Linked DNA regions of Sus scrofa: region 2 is linked to region 1. A link is a contact called in public HiChIP or PLAC-seq data. All regions are on one chromosome and are shown on one strand. The core of a region is the stretch at or near the end of the contact, and the rest is flanking DNA. Distances in the headings are between cores, read along the strand shown. Region 1 overlaps CDK15 (cyclin-dependent kinase 15). Region 2 overlaps KIAA2012.

Region 1 (4,214 bases), core at 437-2,936:
TGTAGTTAGAAACTTGGGTTTTGCCTCTTGCTGGTCACCTAAAGCAAAGCCACCATCAGAGGGACTCTGTGTGTGTGTGTGTGTGTGTGTGTGTGTGTGAGAGAGAGAGAGAGAGAGAGAGAGAGAGCACTTGCACATGTGGGTCTATGAGAGGGACCAAACCGATCTGTATTCCTTCTCTGTTCACCCAGCCACAGAGCCCAAATCTACTTTGACACTTTTAGAAAAATGAAAAGATGGAATCTTGCAGGAGCCTGCCTGTGCTGGGGGGGAGACGAGGAGTGCTCACAGCAGGAGGGAAGTTGACTTTTCTTTATACATATAGGGGTTTTTCCATGCAGAGTTTAAATTATGCCTGATAAAAGGAGTTTCGTGGATGTTTCAGTTCTTTCAAATTCTCCTGGCTTCCTCCCAATTAAATGAGGTTTGTCAAAGCCACAGGGCTCTGCTGCTGCTGCCTCGGCCGACAAGCACTTCCTGCAGCGACATCTCGAATCCCCGAGGGAGAAGATGAAAGGGCCAGCGCCAAGAGACAGGGGAAGGGGGGCAGATCGAGTGTGTGTGTATGTGTGTGTGTGTGTGTGTGTGTGTGTGTGTGTGTGTGTGTGTGTGTGTGAGGGGCGGGGGCAGAAATGGCAGAAGTGGGTTGAGAGACAGATCGACAGATAGGACATGGACAAGAAGACAGGGAAAACAAAGCTACCAGGAAAATTGAAAGGAAAAACAGAGGAAGACAGAGCAGCCACCAGGGCCAGTTTGTGCGCCTTGAGAACAGTGGCCCTCATCAAGACCATGGATTTTAAGGATGCACTCCCTTAGCCTGGCAGTGCCAGCTGTTTTTCCATCATCTGTGGCCATGAGCCTTTATTGAGAGCCTCCTTTGCAGACTGGGAGCGCCAGCCGTTATCACACTTCCCAACCCGCAGGGACACAGACTCGGGGTGGCTGCCCAGAAACAAGAATTGTGCAAAAATAAGACATGCTCTTGTGAGTGGTTTGTAAAGAGAGTTTCCCTGGCATAATGATGCAAGAAATTTTCCTCTCTGGCGGCAGCCTGGAATCACTTAGGGAGTTATATTTGTATCATTTTTATTATTCTGGTTTTATTCTGGTTTCAGGATAACAAAGTTGTCACTTTAAAATATATTCTGTTTCCCCTTTGATCTGGGAGATGCCAGCTCTTATTGTCTGCCCTCTGACGAAGACAATTTAAGCATGAAACTTGAGGCTAGGAACCGTGTGAAGAGGGGAAGGACAGCCTAAATGCCAGTGGAAGCGTGGCGCAGAGTCCCCCAAAATGCAGGGGTCACTCTCATCCATCCGTGTCCGTTTTCACGAAGTCGAGAGGTCCCTAGGTTGTGGTCGGAAGCTGATGGCCAGAGGAACCCAGGGGATCACTTGCCATGAAAATCCAGGAATTTTAGGCTTAGTTCCCTCCGAGTGCATTCTTAAGTGGAGAAGCATGCATGCTAGAATGGCAAGCATGTGGGAATTTCTGCCAAGCGCTGACATTTTCCCTTATTGACTCTTGAACACCTGAAGAAACATTTGTTGAAGGAGAAATTATGGGTAGTCTCTCTGAAAACACCCCCAGCAGCAAGCTAATTGCTTTTGCAGATGGCCGGAGAGACGCTCTACCCACTCAGTCATCAGCTTACGGCCACACTTGTGGTCCTCATGGCTGAGCCAGCAGAGCCGGACGTCAGCTGGGGCAGCTAGGACCTAAAATTAGGCCCTTGGCAGCTCTCTAATCTTAGCTGCAGGTTCAGCTTCTTCGTTTAATTCCCTTTGCCCTCAGCATGAACTTGGGCTCAGGGAAAGGAACGCTGCTTAATGACTCAGGAGTGGGGGGAGCAGAAGATCATTAAGCTGCCCCTTCTAGAGGCTGGCCCCACCCCATTCTTGCAGGGAGCCTTCCACATGTTACCCTTGGAAAGTGAAAACTGATTTTGGAACCTAGCCATTTTGAACCACAGACACTGATCCACAAAAGTAGTTTTTTTATCTTGGGCAGTAAATGCCACGTGATTTAAGAGTCTGGTCCTTAAGCCCTGGTCCTTGATGGAAACGACATCAAAGGCTGTCTCTCTCTGTGCGTTGGTCCCATTTTGCTTTGCAAATCCCAGGCTTGAGTCTCTCCCATTCCTTCCTGGACTAAATCCCCCTTCTCCTTTAAGTTAAGTTTCAGCATCTTAAAAAAAAAAAAATTCCTGAAACTTAAAAGCTTGCAATTGTTTCACAAGTAATTTTGCAAAAGCAATTTACCAGAGTCCTTCCTGTCATCATAGACTTCGGTCCCTGTAGGGATGGAAGAAGACATGGCATTTATCACTACCCTTTATCACACAACCCTAGTATCTGTACTCTGGTAGTCTCAGCAGATTTTATTCACAGGGCCCCATTAAAATCTGAGCAGTTTTTTTGCTCCCATAAAAGAACTTCAGGCCTTCTTTTCGATATTATCTCTTTAATACACTTGAAGATCTCTTGATATCACTTTCCAAAGCTTTCTTCTCTAAGTTCCTTTGACCTCCCCCCCAACCACCCACACACCCAATATCGATTCTTTTTCTTTTACCTTTTAATTATTTTGTTTCCTTATTCTACTCTGAACCTATTCCAGTTCTTTGGCTTATCGCTGAGACTACGGGCCCATCCTAGACTCAGGTTTCTAATGTAGTGGGAGAATTGAGTTCAGTTCATTCATGGAAGATTTATTGAGGGTCTCTCAGATATGAGATTGAGGGGTACAAAAATGAATTAGGCATGGACTCTGTCCTCAAAGAGCTTACAGTCCTTAAGGCAGTGAGTCAAGTATATAAACAGCTGCAGACCTAGTGTGAAGTGCTCTGGGAGGTCAAAGGAGGTGAGATTCAACTCCAGCTGTGGGGGTCCAGTTTGGCTTTGTGAGTGAGTCTTGAAAGATGATGGGGTCTGGATGGTTAAGGAGGCAAGATCTCCAGTGAGAGGAAGGCCGTCCTCTTCTTAATGCCATTATCATCTGAAGGTGTCTTTTTAATAATAATAGGACAATCCTCACTCAGGTTTCTTTCTTTCTTTTTTTTTTTTTTTTGTTTTTTCCTATGGCTATTCCCGTGGCATATGGAAATTCCCAAGCTAGGAGTCGAATCGGAGCTGCAGCTTCTGGCTTAACACCACAGCCATAGCAACGCAGAGCCGTGTCTGCGACCTACACCACAGCTCACGGCAAGGCTGAATCCTTAACCCACTGAGCAAGACCAGGGATCGAACCTGAATCCTCATGGATACTGGTTGGGGTCTTAACCCACTGAGCCATGATGGGAACCCCCTGACTCATATTTCATCCTAGGCTTTACTCTTTATCATCATATGTCTTCTGGCAATGATTTAAACATTCTTAACCTGTTCTAGCAAAGCTCAGTTTAGCTCTTTGTATGCTGATTTCAAATCTACTCTGTTTATTGTTTTTATTGTCTAGTCTATTCAAAGTTTAGTCAGAATATTTTGTCATTCTACAGGCCAGGGTTCAGAGGTCGGGTTTGGCAGGGAAGAGGGAAGGGAGATTTTGACCCTATTCGGCTTCTAAGAGTTTATAACCTAACTCAGACCACTGTCTCTCCCTTTCAAATCCTCCATTAATCCGTACGTAACAAGCAAGGTAGGAAGTGTCCTCCGTAACACACTTGGTCGCCTTCCATGCTCGATGTTGTCCTCAGCCCACTCTCCTACGTTAGAATACAAGGCGATGAGCTGAGACACGGCTTATGGTGTTGCATAGAGTTGCGTGAGTAGGAAAAGTCTGGGTGAACCAAGTCCCTCAGCCCTACCAAGCCCTCGTGTTGGTTAAATTTGTTAGCATGATGGGCTGAAAGACTCTCCAAATAAAGTTAAATGCTTCAGGAAAGAGTTGGAGACCCTTTGACAAGAAAAGGTTCGCAGGACTCGCTCTTGCATATCTTCATTATGGAGATGAGTTCTTCACACGCACAGGAGGATAATAGTGGCTTCCATTTATTGGGCATCTCTGTGCTTTGCATAAATTCCCATTTAATCTATATACTAACTGATGAGGCTGTTATTATCCTCACATTATGTATTAGAAAATTGTGATAAGAGAGACTAAGGAATTTGCTTCACGTCCTACAAGTAAGTGGAAGAGCCAAGATCTGACAGCAAGTCAGACTCCCAAGCCACTCTCTTCCAACTCCTCATGGCTGTTTGCTAAAGATCAC
Region 2 (4,214 bases), core at 1,105-3,604, 300 kb after region 1:
CTTTCACTGTCATTATGCCATACTTTCCATATTGCTGATTTATCTTTTCAACCATAATTTTAAATGTCAAATTAATGCATCATAAATAACTTCCCCAATCTCCCATTGTTTGGCTGTTTCTAATTTTTTATTATTAATGATAATGTTGTAATAAGTAACTTTGTACAAAAAGCCTGTTTCTTCGTTTGAATTATTTCCTTATGATCATACTCGGGAGCAAGATTCCTGATCAAAGACAAGAACGTTTTTCTTAGTCTTGATATGTACTGTCATATCGCTTTCCCAAAGGGGCTTACTGATTTTAATGTCACTTGCCATGCATCAGCACTAGTTTCTGCAGAATTTGCTAATTTCCTAGGTATAACATACCTTGCTTCACTAATTTGCATGCTGTTGACTACTCACCAGGTAGACGTTTTCCCATGTCTGGGATCACTGCCTGCTGTCCTTTGCTGATTAAGGATGCTATTTATCTTCACAGACCCAGAGCTCAGGAGTATGACCCTTGACTGTCTTAGTGCTTCCCTGGCTGAGGACATCCCGACCCCTGAGGCAGACACTGTCCAAAAGGCGTAAGTATTCAAAGCCGTCATGACATGGACTTTTCTACTTTTGTTTTTCTTTGTTTTGAATTAACTTTGTGTCTGTTTTTTTCTAAGAGGCATGAAGATTCTCAGCTAACCGACCCCTTGCTCTCACAGCCAGAATTAAATTATTGTCTAAGAAACAAAGATTCTTGGGGAGCATTATATTGAGATGTGTTTCCTACTTAAACGTATTTCTTTGGTTGGGTGAGTGAAGAGTAAACTTGAACTCTAACAGTGTGGAAGCAGCTTTCTCCATTTGGCCACATATCTGAGCTCTGCAAACCTGCCTAGAAAGTTGAGGTCTGTCAGGAGCCCCCTGGTGACACAGTGGGTTAAGGATCTGGCGTTGTCACTGCTGTGGCTCCGGTTGCTGCTGTGGCGTGGGTTCAGTCCATGGCTTGGGAACTTTTGCATGGCATGGGCAAAGCCGAAAAAAAAAAAAAAAAAGAGGCGTTCCCTTTGTGGCTCAGTGGCTAATGAACCTGACTAGGAACCATGAGGATGCGGGTTCAATCCCTGGCCTTGATCAGTGGGTTAAGGATCTGGCATTGCCGTGAGCTGTGGTGTAGGACACAGATGCAGCTCGGATCCTGCGTTGCTGTGGCTGTGGAGTAGGCCTGTAGCTGTAGCTCATATTCCACCCCTAGCCTGGGAACTTCCATATGCCATGGGAGTGGCCCTGAAAAAAAAAAGAAGGAAAATTGAAGTCCGAAAACTCAAGCTTGGTTTCGCCTCTTAGCATTCACTCAGCTCTGGGAAAATAAAAATGCCAATTGCTAACATGTTTAAGTGCTTCCTATGTGCTCACGTTGTGCTAACTGAGGAGCTTGGCCAGTTGGGCCCCGTCATTTGACGAAGCCCCATTTGGCAGTGGAAGCTGGAACAATAGGCTCTTGTGACATTCCATGAGCCTCAGTGACTTGAGAACCTGCCCTTACCTGCCTCCTGGTATAAAGATTCCTTCCTGGGTCAGAAAGGCTAGGTGTGGAGTTCCCATCATGGCTCAGTGGTTAACGAACCCGACTAGCATCCATGAGGACTCAAGTTCGAACCCTGGTCTCGCTTAGTGGGTTAAGGATCTGGTGTTGCCATAAGTTGTGGTCGCAGATGGGGCTCGGATCCCACGTTGCTTTGGCTGTGGCATAGGCTGGCAGCTACAGCTCCAATTAGACCCCTAGCCTGGGAACCTCCATGTGCTATGGTTTCAGCCCTAAAAAAAGACAAAAAGACAAAAAAAAGAAAAGAAAAGAAAGACTAGGTGCCCCCTAAGAACAAAAGGAGAAGGACACTTGGGTGGTAAGGCAGCTATCCAAAGAATTCCACTTTTAACTTTTATATCTCATCTTTTCCCAAATGGATTTAAACTACTTACAACCACAACCCCCAAGCCAAAAAAATAGAGTATCAAAAAGAATTTTTTTAAAAAACCTGGAAGAAAAGAACAAAGAACACCTAACCCTCCCCAAAATATCATTATAGTCATGGCGATTAAAGTTCAAACTTTCCAACTGAATATGAAAAAAAGAAAAGAAAAAGAAAAAAAGGAGCAACACGATCAGGTTTGTGGTTCTCATTTGCAGCATGCCTGTTCCTCAGGGGAAATAAAGGTTTTCCCAGCACTGAATTCTAAAGAATACTTCTGTGGGTTTTTATAGAGTGACATGGAGTGATTTAAAGACTCATATATTTACAGGAAGTTCCGTTTACCTCATTCGACAAATATTTCTCAAGTTTCTATAGTAAGGCCTGCCATAGCACAGCACAGTAAATATAATGCTGATTTAGCTAAAACATAAAATATCCAGGCCCAGGCCTGGCACACAGTAGCCGCTGCTGCAGCTGTTCCCAAAACCCATGCAGTTCTCTCTTGGTGACCTTTTTACCCAGAGAACATAAGTCAGCCTCAAGGCACATGCTAGTGACAGCAGTTCTACAGTGGGTCACACTTCCACAGCACATGACCTTTTGGTAGCTAAATTTGATCCAGAACAGAATTCAGAGGCATAAAGAAATGAATATATAGGTGAATGTCCCTAAGGCAATCTTTCTTAAAGGTCTTTTTTTTTTTTCATCTAAGCCTTTGATAGAAGAAATTTCAGTTAGATAATCCTATGTCACTTGATTAGCAGCATAAGTACGCAACTTCAAAGAGGCAAGCTAGTTCTCCTTCTCCCTCAAGTTTAGAACTTAGCCTAAGAGAACCCCCCCAAATGAAGACTAAACCGTCTAATCTCCTTTATTCTGGGAAGTGGTGACAGAAAGAGGGCGGACTAAGCGTTGGAAATGCCCACAGTGCGGCGCCTCGGAAAAAACAGGTGCTCAGTTAATGTTGGTTCATCTGCCCTCTTCCTGGTCCACCGGAGCTTTTTGTTTTTTCTTTTTAATTGAAGTATAGTTGATTTACAATATGGCAGCAGTCTCAGGTGTACAACAAAATGGTTCCGTTATACATCTTTTTTTCCTGGTTTTTTCCATTGTAGGTTGTAATGAGATATTAAATGTAGTCCCCTGTGCAATATAGTAAATCCTTGCTGTTTATCGAGTTAATATATAGTGGTGTGTACTCCAGAGTTTTTCTTTTTTCTTTTTTTTTTTTTTCTTTTTAGGGCCACACTTGTGGCATATGGAGGTTCCCAGGCTAGGGGTTGAATCGGAGCTGTAGTTACCGGCCTACACCACAGCCACAGCAACACCAGATCCGAGCTGCATGTGCAACCTACCCACTGAGAGAGGCCAGGGATCAAACCTGCATCCTCATGGATACTAGTCATGTTTTTAATCCACTGAGTCACAGCAGGAACTCCCAGAGTTTTTCTTTAGTTTGGTCCTGTTGGTTTTCTTTCTTCGAAGGGGCAGAGATGATAATGTGCACTGTCTGCACCGAGAACTCTCAGGACAGGAGTCTAAGTCCCCAGAGAGGTTGGGTCCTGTACACACATCTCTTCTGACAAAAGGAAAAGAAGAGAAGACTGAACCAAGACTGTTCAACCAGCAGACACCAGCCAACATCACCCATGTGAGTATAAACACCTAGAAGCTTGGTCCTAGGAGCCTACCTGGAAGGTGCTTCCATCAGGGTTACCGTGTACAGTTGTATAGATTGCTCACTATACAAGGGCACCTGCAAAGGGGGGATGTGGGAGCTGAAATTCGCTCTGTGGTCCATTCACCATGCCCCGCACACCACCATTGGGTTGGCTCCTTCTGAAGGATTGGGGTACCCATTTCTAATTTCAAAAGTACTATAAGGTACTAAAGGCACAAAGGTACTAAAAGGAAACCCAGCTTTCCTACACTCATATGACTTCTGACCCCAAATGTGTGAAAGTTTTCTCAACATCAACCAACTCTCCAGCTCTCTGGACATCGGCAGAGTATCCTACAGTTCAGGTGTGACATGAACTGCATGGAGTTAGCACAGACCCCACAGGTTAAGGGCTCAGTCCCACACCCCTGCTCCACACCGGACACCAGCCTCAAGTCCCAGGTAATCACCTGTACTTCTGACCAACAAGCTGTAAATAACGGGTTCCTACCACCCATCCCCAGGTTCAATAATTTGCTAGGACAGCTCACAAAATTTAGGAAACATTTACTTACTACTACAGATTTGTTACAAGGATATTT

What was found. HiChIP or PLAC-seq counts read pairs in DNA pulled down with a chosen protein or histone mark.
Region 2: a contact with region 1 is called in an H3K27ac HiChIP or PLAC-seq map of skeletal muscle. The contact joins two enhancer-like sites. A contact is called at or near these places in 2 of 47 Hi-C or Micro-C datasets (embryonic fibroblasts and fetal liver) and 1 of 2 datasets of contacts at active chromatin or transcription factors (skeletal muscle).

What each region holds. Positions count from the first base shown.
Region 1 is chr15:105,492,450-105,496,663 of Sscrofa11.1, forward strand. All of the region lies in intron 12 of CDK15 (cyclin-dependent kinase 15), which reads left to right. Among named protein-coding and RNA genes, the nearest start is that of CDK15, 93 kb to the left of the region's middle. Within about 2 kb of position 1,687, at least 4 of the 83 cell types and tissues checked have an H3K27ac peak or open chromatin away from gene starts, as enhancers often do. A contact at or near this core is called in skeletal muscle, where this site is marked.
Region 2 is chr15:105,788,492-105,792,705 of Sscrofa11.1, forward strand. It overlaps KIAA2012, which reads left to right. Exons shown (of 23, transcript XM_005672082.3): 16 at 482-572; 17 at 3,438-3,603. Among named protein-coding and RNA genes, the nearest start is that of SUMO1, 60 kb to the right of the region's middle. Within about 2 kb of position 2,355, at least 8 of the 83 cell types and tissues checked have an H3K27ac peak or open chromatin away from gene starts, as enhancers often do. A contact at or near this core is called in skeletal muscle, where this site is marked.